Regions from separate parts of the Zea mays genome. Here regions 1 and 2 are each linked to region 3. A link is a contact called in public Hi-C data. All regions are on one chromosome and are shown on one strand. Each heading gives the region's core, a stretch centred on a gene start, on an enhancer-like site or on the middle of the called end of the contact. The rest is flanking DNA. Distances are from core to core; before and after follow the strand shown. Region 1 has its middle 12 kb from the start of LOC109941709. Region 2 holds the start of LOC103634898 (protein ALWAYS EARLY 2). Region 3 holds the start of LOC103634902 (protein NDL1).

What was found. A called contact is a pair of places that touch in the nucleus more often than the background predicts.
Region 1: a Hi-C map of ear shows a contact between it and region 3, with 4 times the contacts expected there. The contact joins the enhancer-like site here to the promoter of LOC103634902 in region 3. A contact is called at or near these places in 2 of 25 Hi-C or Micro-C datasets (ear and tassel).
Region 2: a Hi-C map of leaf shows a contact between it and region 3, with 6 times the contacts expected there. The contact joins the promoter of LOC103634898 here to the promoter of LOC103634902 in region 3. A contact is called at or near these places in 3 of 25 Hi-C or Micro-C datasets (ear, leaf and tassel).

Annotation. Positions count from the first base shown.
Region 1 is chr8:21,077,720-21,082,158 of Zm-B73-REFERENCE-NAM-5.0, forward strand. No RefSeq gene overlaps it. Among protein-coding and RNA genes, the nearest start is that of LOC109941709, 12 kb to the left of the region's middle. Within about 2 kb of position 1,617, at least 18 of the 20 cell types and tissues checked have an H3K27ac peak or open chromatin away from gene starts, as enhancers often do. A contact at or near this core is called in ear and tassel, where this site is marked.
Region 2 is chr8:20,702,478-20,707,151 of Zm-B73-REFERENCE-NAM-5.0, forward strand. It overlaps LOC103634898 (protein ALWAYS EARLY 2), which reads right to left and starts at 2,130. Exons shown (of 16, transcript XM_008657475.4): 1 at 1,837-2,130; 2 at 1,236-1,378; 3 at 978-1,073; 4 at 814-876; 5 at 579-656. The coding sequence starts at 1,343.
Region 3 is chr8:20,922,119-20,926,860 of Zm-B73-REFERENCE-NAM-5.0, forward strand. LOC103634902 (protein NDL1) reads left to right here and starts at 1,290. Exons shown (of 11, transcript XM_008657476.3): 1 at 1,290-1,661; 2 at 2,542-2,641; 3 at 2,748-2,845; 4 at 2,977-3,065; 5 at 3,158-3,218; 6 at 3,305-3,391; 7 at 3,497-3,574; 8 at 3,697-3,753; 9 at 3,868-3,923; 10 at 4,015-4,150; 11 at 4,266-4,742. The coding sequence starts at 1,602. The coding sequence ends at 4,487.

The DNA.
Region 1 (4,439 bases), core at 367-2,866, 160 kb after region 3:
TATTAATCTAATCAACATTAGTCGAGCAAACATTAAATAAATTATTTAAAATATGTGACCCGACATATTAATGTTGTTAACATGAGTAATTACAAGCAAAAATAATTTATTATCACGAGCAGACGTTGTGCGACCCACGGGATAGACACGCGAACTAGACGCACGACACGAACGCGCGAAGGAATTGACGACGACACGCAAACAGCGCGTGAATGACATGCGAACAGCGTGCGAGTCAGCACTCGCGACACGCGAGAATCCATAACAGAGGTTGCGTTTATATTAAACAAGTGTTAATTTTAAAACATTTGAGTCGACAATAACACATTAATATATATTTATAAAAGCACCAAGTTAAAACCATAAATTAGTTCTAATTAAATTGCTATTTTAATAATCATTGAACAAACCAATAATTAATTAGTTAATTAAAACATGTGTTACAACAAAACAATGTACTAATACTCGGTTAACGTTATTAAGAAATTAACGCGACTGAAACGAAGATAGAATAAATCGGACATCTAACACAAAAGTTAACTTGTATTTGATAAACATTTTTATTGGATGGTTGCATTCATCGACGCTATCGTGCATGTGATGGGAGCTAACCGCATGCAGATTCCTTTTTTTCTCTCTTACACACACTCGCAGTTGCAGGTTCTCGATTTTTGGTGCATGCAACCACGAACGTAGAGGGGCATGGGCGGTTGCCTTCCTAGGCGCATGCACGAAGAAAGCTGGCACGCCGTGAGGGGGAGGGCTCGTCGACGGCCGGGCTGGGCCAGCAAGGATGTGGCGAGCAGCGAACATGCAGAGGCGTGGCACGGCTACGCACAGCAGCCGATGACGCGGGGCAGCACGGCGCGCTCGCAAGCCTTTGCCATGATGCGGTGGGGCGGGAGGCGGAGAGAGGCTTAGAGCGTGGCGCGGATCGGACAGCAGCACACAGCTTGGGGCGCATGGCAGTGCGGCAACGACACAGTGGGCTGGCCGGAGCAGCAGCCATGGCAGCCGGGCAAGGTGGCGATGCACAGCTAGACGGAGCAGGGACGTGCGCACACGGGCTATAGGCTCGCCGGCGCCACGGCGGAGCAGGCGCGCAGGGAGGTAATAGATTGCGAGAGGGAGGGGCAGACGAAGGGGAAGTGCTCACCTCAGGCAGCAGGGTCAGGGACGGTGGGTGTGGAAGGATGTCGGTCGGCGAACGGCGAAGACGGGCGGAGCGACGCCTGCGGACTGCGCGATGTAGGTGTTGCGACATTTGCGCCACTGACATGCATGGCGACCGGAGGAATGAAGTAGGGGAGGGAAGAGGATGCACATGCGCTTGGATTTCTCGACATCATGGGCACTGGCAGTTTTAGCGATGGAGAGGCGGCATGAGCACGACAAGACGAGAAAGAGATGGTTTGGGAAGATGAACATGGCTCTAGCGGCGGCTGGGCAACCTGCCCACGCGGGGACATGCGCGACGTGCTGCTAGCTAGGGCGAGGCAACGTGGGGGCATGGGCTGGGGGCGCTGGGCCGAACTGGCCTGGCGGCCTGGGCGTGTGGCGCTGGGTCGCCAACACTGGCTGAGCGCGCAGGCGCGGGAGTGGGCCGGGAAAGGTGGGCCGCACACGCTGCGAGGTGGGTCGGGGGACGCAGGGAAGCGGAGTTGGGCCGCTCGCGCTCGGTGGGCCGGCCAGGGCAGGCCGCGAAGCCAAGCTAGGCTAAGGGGAGGAGGGGCTGGGTATCTTTCTTTTTCTTTCCTATTTCTCCATGATGTTAAATAGAATTCCTTATTAAACAAATGCGCCACAAAATCACTCATCAAACAAAGTGAAAGTATGCTCCAGCATGATGCGACAATCAAAGCACTTATAGGATTTTAATTTACTAGGTTTACACGTAGATATAAAACAAAATAATTTCCCACTATTTAGGAAAAAGAGAAGGAAAGCAAAGAAATGAGAGAGTAACACCTGAATTTGGTGGATATTAGGAAAGAAAATTTTATACCCACAAATTCATGGTGTTACAAATCTAACCCCCTTAACAGAATCTCGCCCTCGAGATTCAAGAAGAGGCTAGCAAGAACGACTAGGTTGGTTCATAGGTTGTTCATGACTTCCTTAAGCTGACTTTGACTCTGCAAGCTTAACTTGGGGACTGGTTTGCTTTGACTTTCTGTCACACCCGGGTTTCGGAGCACCAAGACCCGGGCGCGAACATAAACACCAGGTGTGCCGGGACCAAGTCTCACACATATGATGCATAGTGGCACAGGATCGAATGTCACATCTTTACTATATATAACAGGAGTTCTGTACAAAAATAATTAAATAATTACATCATATGAGGAAACGATCTAGCAACCCAAAGTTGACTGAGGGACGACGACCTAGACCTCTCACGAACACATCGCAGCATCCTCCACGCGCCTCATCCTGTGGTACCTGTTCTTGACCTGTGGGGGTGTGAGACAGCAAGAGTGAGCTCACATACGTTCATCGCTCAACAAGTTGTGGGGAATAATGTGCATGAACTCGCCAAAGGTGGGAGTTCACGTGAAGTGTAAGGCTTACCAAAGAGGATGGTTAGAGCTGAGCATTGCTTTTAAAGTTGGTCAAAATTTTATTAGCAATTACTAAGTATAAGTAAATACCAACCCAATTAAATAGTAGAACAGAAGTAACAACATCACCTGCGATGCAATGCATATGACAAATTGAGTTTAAGTTCCATAATTTAATCATGTGAGTGTCCGAGCTGCTCATGATCGTGAGCACGGCTAGTATACCAGTTTTACACTCTGCAGAGGTTGCGCATCTTTACCCACAAGTCATGTTACCCATCTGCCAAGGGATCGCGACTTCCCATACACCTCTACCGAGGAGGCGAGGCAGGGTAACACTACGAGGCCTTTACAAAGTTCCACTAGCTTCAGAAAACCCGCTACAGTTTATAGGAAGCTCCAATGCAGGGTTCTTGGCTGACCGCCATCGCAGCAAAATCAACCAAGGACCTCCCTACACTGACCACTCCCCTACTGCCCTTGCCCCTTTCGGGTAAGGTAGTCCTCCACTAGCTTTCCTAATTAGTTAGCCAAGGGCGTCCATAAACCCTTGTGGTAGCACTGTTTTCCCGGGTGGTTCTCCATGTTCCAATTAACATAATGATCTTATCATGAACAGTAAATAACAACTGATAACAAAAGTGTAATCATGAATAATGTATCTCCATACCCAAAACCACATAAAGCACTAGCAAGTACTACCCAAAAAGTTCAGTGGTAAACAAGGTATAAAGATAATCAAACTAGGGTAACCTATTGAGTCCCATCAAAATTAACCTATGCAGATCATTATGATTAATTAGAACATGAGTGGGTAAAAGAAGTGATCAAGGGCACAACTTGCCTGGCACTTGAGATTCCAGTTACCAGGGTGATTCTTCAGATCCTCGTGACCTCACGCTAGTCGTAGCAATACAAACAAATATGGTATAGATAAAATTAACATCACACCAAACATAAGTACAAACTGAATAATAATGATCTACGCGAAGTTACGAGATCGCGGGACCAAGAACTACTAAGATCAGAGTTACGATTAAGGAGTTACGATCTTATAAAAGATCTATATGATTAAAATATTTAAGCTATATTATTATTTGGTTAATATAAATCATATGAGTGGTTATTCAACTTTAATCTAAGTTATAAATTGACCATAGATCATATTCTAGTAATCAATAGTGATAAGCAGTTTAACCAGACTAACTAACATCAGTTAACTACAGATCTAATTATAAAATAATGAGACAAGGCAAAATAAATATTGCTACTGCATGGTAACTATTTGTACGAGACTAACTCAACTTAAACGGATCAAATCGGAATCATAGATTTTAAGTTATGAATTTCTTATGATTTTATGTGTTTTGTACAAGATTAAATAGGATACAATTTTTAATGTGAATTTCATGTGAAAACAGTGGTACTAGATGATAAACCATAATGTTACCAAATTATAGGAGCTGGAATGGACTAAAAAGGATTAAATATGAATTTTCTATGATTTAAACGAGTTCTAGAATTATTTTTAAACCAAAAATCAATTCCTAAATTCATTTTTCCTCTTTTCTTTATTTCCTGGACTGCGCACAAGATTTAATTAAAACCAGGGGGCTCGGCATAAGAATTCCCAGACACCGCGCACAGTTATCGCGGACCGCGGGTTGGTTTATAAAGATTACCGGGTCTCTTTTGCATAACCGCACGGCCAAAAGGGTATCGCAAGATCTAGGCCGCCGGATCGAAAACGTGAGCACCAGATTAGATCGGCTACTATTAAACTCGCACTTTCTCTCTCAATCGTCAGATCCGAGATCCACGATCTACAGCTCCCACACGCTTACACGATAGCCAACGTCAGCCGCAAGATCTGATCGA
Region 2 (4,674 bases), core at 880-3,379, 220 kb before region 3:
CATTGCATTTCCATCTCATCATGTTTTATGATTCACCCGTTTGTATGAATTGTGCTTCTAAGCCTAAGAAGTGCCAAGTATGGCAAAATGACCCAAGTGGCTCTAGGTTGGACGTCTTTTGATGTTAGAAACACCATCACCACTATGAGTTGGTGACATTTGACTGATGATTACTCTAATGTTATATAGATAGTGTTATGAAAAATGGTGCACCATTGCATTGCATTTATATTTGAAAGTAATTTACAATGGTCATGATTTTATTGTTGTGAAAAATATTTCATAACAAGAGAATGGTAAAAAAAAGTTAGCTTTGGAGACTGCGCCAAGCCAAATCATACATTAAATTATTAAAGAAAGGGGCTATATAGCTATTCTTATTTAATGAAATTATCATAGCATATTTTGTAACAATAATGATCAGGTGTGCTGATCTTCATTATAACAAGCTTAGCATGTTAGCTTCATATGGGACAAATGTTCACTTGATCAAATAAAAAATGAAAGAAAATGAGATTTGAGAGTCGTTCTACATATAAAAAACAGTAATTCGAACAAGTAACGGATGAAAAGCTAACCGAAGCATTGTGATGACCAGTCACCAGCGCAATAAATCCCATGGCAGTGGCTTGATGTTCTGGAAGAGATAAGAAAGTCTACCAAAAGGAATGAAACATGTCAATCAACAAGGATCATAGAGTGCAACATGGCATTCAAGCTGAACTGTAGCTTAGATGTGTTTATTTGGCACGAAGATATGCATTAAAACATGAACATCCAAATAAGTACTATTTCTGCGAAATTCAGACTCACCCGATGTAAAGTGAAAAGAGACTGCACCATGTCCGATGACTTAGTGCCTATCGCTATGCTGATCTGCATAACCAAATTCGCCGATCAAAATTCACACAGCCATGACACCTCGAATGATATTTACAGATGATGGAGCAGATCAAAGGGAAACAGACAGTTCGAACCTTTCTCCAGTCCATCCCATATTGACGGTAGGCTTCATAAAAATTTGTAAGTTCATCCTTGCTCCATTTGGGATCAAAGTCTGAGAGTTTCCTCCTCTGCAAAATCAAATTATTTTGATGAATGAGAGAACTGAATACTACATCAGTGCAGAATAGAATGCTAGTTTAGATGATATGATGTCACGATCACTGGTCGCTATCTACAGCCCATCTATCATAAATCTCTGTACAGCTTCCAAGAGAAATAATTATACGTACTTTCTGTTTAGCTTTGCTTGAACTAGATGGATCATCATGCTGCTGTTGATATTCAGATCCTTTTACTATGATCTTGTTAATAGTTCGAGAACCCTTTGATGGGCCCATCAAAACTGTCCTTGCCTTCGGCTCAACAAATATTGCTGCGAGCAACAAACAAAGTGCGTGAAAAGCAGTGCTAAACCCGCTGCTGGAGGGACGAGCGTCGCGGCGGCTTCGGGGTTCGGCGGGAGAAGGAGGAGATCGAAACGGGCACACGGTGCTGGCGCGTGGGCAAGGCCGACTCCGGAGGAGCGCTTCGCTTGTAGCTGCGAGCCTGCGATCCAGGCCAATGTGGCCTCGCGAGCAGCGAAGATGCTTCTGCCGCCAGCACCCAGCAGCCGCGCTTGACTCGATTACTCGCAGCCACAGCACCGAGGGCTCCGACGAACCCGGCCTCCCTCCCTCCCCCGTCACAGAAACAACGCAAAACCCGCAAATTCCGCACCCCGCAAAACCACGCAGAAAACCACGAGCACAAATCGACCTCACACCCGAACCACACCGGCGGAGACCCCTCACATCGAGGAATCCCAGAGCTAAGACCCGCACAGGAGCTCACCTGGATCGGATCTAGACGAAACAGCGCGCGCGAGGGCGCCTTTCGAACGCCCGAGCCGCGCTCCCAGACGGCGCCGGCGCCGCCGCGGAGGCGCAACCACGCGGGCAGAGGCTTGGGTATCGGCGGCGAGAAGGTGCTGCTCTGGGGCCGGTCGCGGCGGCGTGGATGGATCGGAGCGAAGATGGGGCGGCGAGTGGGGGTGGGGTGGCCGGTTTGCGTTTCTGCTGCGCTGCGGCCGCGGCTTGGCGGGCGGGGGGGATACATACAAGTAGAGAGAAAAGGGAAGGGGAAGACCGGAAGAGGGGGGGACGTGTGGGAGCTTGGGCCGGTGGGTGGGGCGCTTACAGGTGGGGCACACGCGAATTCCCGCGTTTGAAAATTAGGGTCGGGCGAAGTGCAAGCTGGGGAGACGGGCGCGGCGCAGCGTGGGCCTTGGACTGTCGCGTGGGTCTTGGGCCGGTGGGTGGGTCTGTGGCGGTCGAGAAAGCACGCGTGGCGCGTGGCTAGCTGCCTTTGAACTGTTCGTTTCTAGTAGCAGAAGCAAACAATAGCCTTCGTGAAATTTTAGGATAAAATTATTTTCATTAAACTCACTGTAACATAAGCCTCGGATGAATTTATTTGATAATATGAATGTTAACATGTTTTTATGAGATTTTACAGAGTCTAAAGCATGCTATATTTTGCTTTCTCTGTTCCAGTATATAAGTTGTGACCACCTCTAGTTTAAAGACTAAAATATGTACTTAATTGTCTCTATAGCACTGCATCGATGCGTGTATATTTATATTATAGAATAAGAACAAAAAAGTGGTTACGTCTTATATCGCGGGGACTGAAGGAGTAGTAATTTAGAATAGAGACACACTCTAGGTCCCTCGCTAATGGTGATTTAAACAAAATACTGTAAAAGACCCGTAAGTTACTCACTCCATTAAAAAAACAGGGCGTTTCCCAAGCGGAATTGCTAGATCCGTGATTTATTACCGCGCGCATGTATGATATGGAAGGCAATCGGCTGGCCTTTGTTGCATGGCTGAAAATATTGTATGTGAATATTTTGGAGCGCTATGGAACATTTTGTTACCGCCCACTTTGCAATCCTACCCGAGGCCTCTCGGCACTGGATGATCTCCCCCAGGGGGAAGGATGACACCACAGTTACCGGATGAGACTTGAAGTAGTGTCGCAGCTTCCGCCGCGTCAGGATCACCGCGTACAGTAGCTTCTGAACTTGTGGGTAGTGGATCTTGGTTTCGGACAGTACCTCGCTGACGAAGTAGACTAGCCTTTGAACGGGCAACGCATGCCCCTCTTCTTGCCTCTCAACCACAATCGCGGCGCTAACCACCTGAGTGGTCGCGGCGACGTAGACCAGGAGGGCTTCTCCGGCAGCTGGGGGCACCAAGATAGGCGCCTTTGTGAGGAGCGCCTTCAGGTTCCCGAGGGCTTCCTCGACCTCAGGGGTCCAAGTGAAGCACTCGGCCTTCCTTAAGAGGCGGTACAGAGGTAGACCTCTTTCGCCGAGGCGTGAGATGAAGCGGCTCAGAGCCGCGAGGCATCCCATGACCCTCTGTACGCCTTTCAAGTCCTTGATGGGCCCCATGCTGGTGATAGCTGCGATCTTCTCCGGGTTGGCTTCGATGCCCCGCTCGGAGACGATGAACCCCAAGAGCATGCCTCGGGGTACTCCGAAAACACACTTTTCGGGATTGAGCTTGACGCCTTTCGCCTTGAGACATCAGAATGTCGCTTCAAGGTCGGAAAGGAGGTCAGAGGCTTTCCTCGTCTTGACTACGATGTCATCGACATAGGCCTCAACCGTGCGGCCAATGTGTTCGCCGAACACATGGTTCATGCACCGCTGGTACGTCGCGCCCGCATTCCTCAAGCCGAACGGCATGGTGACATAGCAGTACATGCCGAAGGGTGTGATGAAAGAAGTCGCGAGCTGGTCGGACTCTTTCATCCTGATTTGATGATACCCTGAGTAGGCATCGAGGAAAGACAGGGTTTCGCACCCAGCAGTGGAATCCACGATTTGGTCGATGCGAGGCAGAGGGTAGGGAACCTTCGGGCATGCTTTGTTGAGACCAGTGTAGTCTACACACATCCGCCATTTCCCCCCTTTCTTTCTCACAAGCACAGGGTTGGCAAGTCATTCGGGATGGAATACCTCTTTGATGAACCCTGCCGCCATTAGCTTGTGGATCTCCTCGCCTATGGCTCTGCGCTTCTCCTCGTCGAATCGGCGCAGTGGCTGCTTGACGGGTCGGGCTCCGGCTCGGATGTCCAGCGAGTGCTCGGCGACATCCCTCGGTATGCCAGGCATGTCCGAGGGACTCCACGCGAAGACGTCGGCGTTCGCGCGGAGAAAGTCGACGAGCACTGCTTCCTATTTGGGATCGAGCCCGGAGCTGATCCGGATCTGCTTGGAGGTGTCGCCGCTGGGGTCGAGGGGGACGGACTTAACCATCTCCGCTGGCTCAAAGTTGTCGGCATGACGCTTCACGTCTGGCACCTCCTTAGAGAGGCTCTCCAGGTCGGCGATGAGGGCCTCGGACTCGGCAAGGGCCTCGGCGTACTCCACGCACTCCACGTCGCATTCGAACGCATGTTTGTACATGGGGCCGACGGTGATGACCCCGTTGGGGCCCGGCATCTTGAGCTTCTGGTAGGTGTAGTTGGGGACGGCCATGAACTTCGCGTAGCATGGCCTCCCCAGTACCGCGTGGTAGGTTCCTCGAAACCCAACCACCTCGAACGTCAGGGTCTCCCTTCGGAAGTTGGAGGGTGTTCCGAAGCAGACGGGAAGGTCGAGCTGTCCGAGGGGTTGGA
Region 3 (4,742 bases), core at 40-2,539:
GCACAGCAAGCACTGCATAGCGACACCGCCCACCGCCAGTCGCCACTGCTCAGCTCGACGCTCCATGGCGTGCCCCTAAATCCCGTGACGGTGTGACTCATCTTCCTCCTCTCCTCTCTGCCGGACCACGGACGGACGAACTGTCCCCAATGCCCCAATCCAGTAAGTAATCTGTAATCCCTAATACACGCACAGACTGCCGGACGCACTCATGCACGCACAGACTGCCGGACGCACTGAGCCGCCATGGACGCACTTCAGTCCTCCTCCTGTCGCTGCTCTTCCTCCTCACGCGCCCGACGCATCCGTGGCTTGCTCGATCAGTTCATATGCCGGTCCCGCCGTTCTGGTTCTGTTCTGGTTTCGGGATTGAAGTCTGCTTCGTACCCTGGAGGCTGGAGGCTGCAGTTTGCACATGGCAAATGTGATCCAGTGACCTCATTATCCAGACGCAATCGCATCGCTATCAATGCCTCGCGCTTGACGACGCTGCATTGTTTGACCTTTTTGCTATAAAGCATGGAAGTAGAACACCGTAGTCCACCGTTCAAGCTACAGGAAACAAATGGTAGATATTTTTTATGCGCAGAAAATGCTTACCAGTTTTTTTAATGATTAGTCACATTGATGCTTTACTGAGTGCCATATCATGGGCTTTAAAGTATGTGGGGGTGTTCATATAAAATACTACGGAGTAATAACACATATCCAAAACATGTGTTATCTAAAACAGGTGTTTGCTCAAACAAAAATCCGATAAAAAAAAGGAAAATGTGAAGGTGTGATCTACTCTAATGTCACAATTTTTATTTGCAGTGATACGCTCTAATGGCTAGTGAAGGTGAAGCTTCACCTCCATGAAAGCGTATGTTTTTTATATTGATATAGTTACCGATTGTATTTTAGATTCCGACCGATACCGATGTTTTTTTTGTACCGAACTTCCGTTTTCGATGATTCCGAAATACCGATGTCGTTTTCGTTTCCGAAATTACCGTTTCCGATTTCGTTTCCGATAAAAAATATGGAAACGGTAACGGTTTTAGTGTTTTCCGATCGTTTCCGACCGTTTTCATCCCTAACAAGATTTCATCCCACACCATATTTTACTAAAGCTGAAAACACTTTCCTCCAACCCAAAAAAAAAGAGACCATCCCCGCGGTTACCACAGGTGTAAACGCCTTTCACGAGGGGCAAACGTGGGGGTGCCCCTAGCAAGCGACCTGTCCGAGCTGTCGCCTGTCGGTACCACGCCTAGCAAAGCAAAAAAAGTAATAAAAGGGCCCGCAGATTAGTCAAACGCGGAACCCTCTGTGACAGGTGGGCCCTTGCCCCTCAGGCGCATTGTTTTTTTTTGTGTCTCTGGCGCCGTTGGGTGGGGCACCGTGGGCGGTGAGCTGACCGCCGCGCCGTCGGTGGGCGTGGGTTGGGGGTGGGGGTGCTTATTCTGGGCGGCTCCGCCTCCACGTATATATTACACGCGCGCGCATGTACGCGAAGAATTTTAGTGGGGAGCCAACGAAGGCAAGGCAAGCCAGACCAGCAGCGGGGGAGAGAGGAGGCAGAAGGAGATTCTAGGGAGTTAAGGGAGGCGACCGCCATGGGGGACTCCAGCGACTCCGTGTCGGTCGACGTCGAGCGGATCTTCTTTGGCGGCAAGGTCCGTGCGCGGCCTCCTCCCGCTTCTCTTATTTTTGTTTGTCCCATTTCCGATTGGGCTGGGTGCATTCGTGTGGGGAGGGTTTGAGTTTGGTTCGTCGCCCTGGGGTTTGTGCTTGCTCTTTCTCGCCTAGGCCTAACTATTGCGGCGGGTCCGATAGGGGTGTTTGTCATTAGAAGTTCATGTTCCCTCTTTTTCTCTGTTCTCTATTATTAGCGGCAATGCTTGTAAATTGGGGATAAGAGGATTAGCTATTGCGGCGTGATGGTTCCCCACTTCCCTGGTGTGTGTGGCACTGCTTTCAATGTGTACCTATGATGTGGGCATGTGGTTGTAATTGAGAGAATGAGAGCCCCAACTGTCTGTGGTTGATGATGTTAAGAACAGGAAGGCCGACAGGTTAGGTGGCACGAAATTTAGGGGTTTTTTAAGAGCAGGACAAAACCGAGAAAAATCATGACTAAAGGTAAAAATATGAGAGCATCAGCTTAAAAAACCTTTTTTATTTCTAGTGAATAATTTTTATTTCCTCCATTTCATTTTATTTTAATACATAAATTTTTTAATATGGAAACTAAAACTATATTTTAGTTGTTGCATTTAATAATTTAGAGGCTAAAATAAAATATAATAGAGAGACTAAAAATTAGTTACTAGAAACCAAATACCCCTTAGTTGTTTATTGCTAATGCAACTCCTGCCCTTTTTACGCGGCAATGCCTGGCGATTATCAGTATCAAGGGGAAAGTTGTTTGGTCAACTGATGAGAATTAGATGTAATAATAATGTGGCGTAATATGTCTGATTGTGTTATTATTTCTCTGTATGGTACTGAACCCTGATGATCCTAAACGTGTGCATCTGACTCGTGTTTCCTCAGGGGCATCGAGTGAGGACGAGGCACGGCCCTCTATCGGTTTCTGTATACGGAGACGAGGACAAGCCCGCGCTCGTAACTTATCCGGATTTAGCCTTGAATCGTGAGTGCGTTTGTTGCCTCTAGATTTATTTGTAAAGAACGCAATCGTTTTTCATAGATACAGTACAACAGCTTAATACGCTGGGAAAACTCTTCCTGTTCGGTAGACATGTCTTGCTTCCAAGGATTGTTCTTCTGTCCAGAGGCTGCGTCGCTGTTGCTTCACAATTTCTGTGTGTACCACATCACACCTCAAGGGCACGAGGTCAGTTATGATGTGTGTGTGTGTTTTCTTGCTTTGATTAATCCAGTCAACCTACCATTTGTCATTCTTTTTCATGTTAGGTTGGGTTCTTACATGGTTGTTGTTATTATTGTGCATGTTAAGTATTGCAGTTAGGAGCGGCTCCAATTTCAGCTGATGTGCATGTGCCGTCTGTCGATGACCTTGCAGATCAGGTCGCTGATGTCCTCGATTTTTTCAGGTAGCATTTCATATCAGGACATTTGCTGAATTCTGTGTTGCTACTTCGGTTTTGGTAGAGGTGGTCTTGTAATCTCAATTTCCTCTTTGCAGTTTGGGTTCGGTCATGTGCTTGGGTGTCACCGCTGGTGCCTATGTGCTCACCCTCTTTGCGGTAAGTGTGACCTCGAGACGACTAGCTCTTGTATTGTTTCCCTGTTGAGCGCTTGCTAAGAACGATATGTGTTTTTACCTTCGCAGACGAAGTATCGGGAGAGGGTTCTTGGCCTAATGTTGGTTTCACCTGTATGCAAAGCCCCCTCTTGGAGCGAGTGGTTGTACAATAAGGTTGTAACCACCTACTTCAGTTATTTCAGATGCCGTATGTCCTTTCAATTATTCATTTCACCGTGCAATGTTTCAGAGTGTTAACCTCAGAATCCGGTGTCCCAGGTATTGTTAAACTTGCTTTATTACTATGGGACGCGTGGGATAGTCAAGGAAAGTTTGCTTCAGCGGTATTTCAGCATGGTACTTCTGAATTCTGATCCCCCTCTTCAACTTTCGTCTTCGCTTTCTCGAGTTCTCGCCCATATTCGGAGGGAGTAGGGTGCTTGTTACCCAGATTCACTCAGGACTGATGCATTGTGCAGGACGTCCTTGGTAACGGACAGGATCCAGAATCAGAGATTGTCCAAGCCTGCAGAAGTGTTAGTATCAACCTCCTTCATTTTCTCTAGTGCTGTTAAAACAGGATGGGCTATTATATTTATATCACCTGCTATTTGGAAATGAAATTGAAAACATGGTAATCTTCTGTGCAGTTACTTGACGATAGGCAGGGGACTAATGTCTGGCGGTTCCTTCAGGCAATTAATAGGTAACAAGAATGTATCTTTGTTTTGCATGGCCTGAACAGACAAAGGAATGGTGATCTGAATGATAAAAAAACTGACTACTCTGTTCATCAGGCGACATGATCTAACAGAATCGTTGGAGAAGCTTCAGTGCCAGACGCTGATTTTTGTTGGGGAAAACTCACAGTTCCATGCTGACGCTGTCCACATGACCACAAAGCTAGACCGGAGATACTGCGCCCTAGTCGAGGTAACATACAGTTCAAAAAATTGACGTTACAGTTTGATCTCTACGGCACACAGAGGAGTATAAGGAGGATGGCTGAGGGTTTTTTTTTTGTGTGTGTGGTGTTAAAATCGTGCAGGTTCAGGCATGTGGTTCACTTGTCACAGAAGAGCAACCCCATGCGATGGTGATCCCGATGGAGTACTTCCTTATGGGATACGGGCTTTACAGGCCATCGCAGCAGGAAAGCAGCCCCCGGAGCACACTGAGCCCGTTCTGCATCTCGCCCGAGCTTCTGTCGCCGGAGAGCATGGGAGTGAAGCTGAAGCCCATCAAGACGCGCATCTCACGTAACGTTTAGTGTGGGGTGGATCTCGGTTGGCCATGGCATATTGGCATGGCAATCACAACTCATCAAAGTGAAGGACTCCCTTGGGCTGAGCTGATCAACCACGAAATTTTGATGCCTTTCGGCATCTAGCGTGAGAAGATTTACAGGGTGAAGGCAATTTTTGTCGATGCAGGGAGGTTGTAGATAATGAGGGGGAATGGTTGTTTGTTCATATACATATATGTGTAAGTTAGTACACATGTACACCTAAACACGGCATCGTTC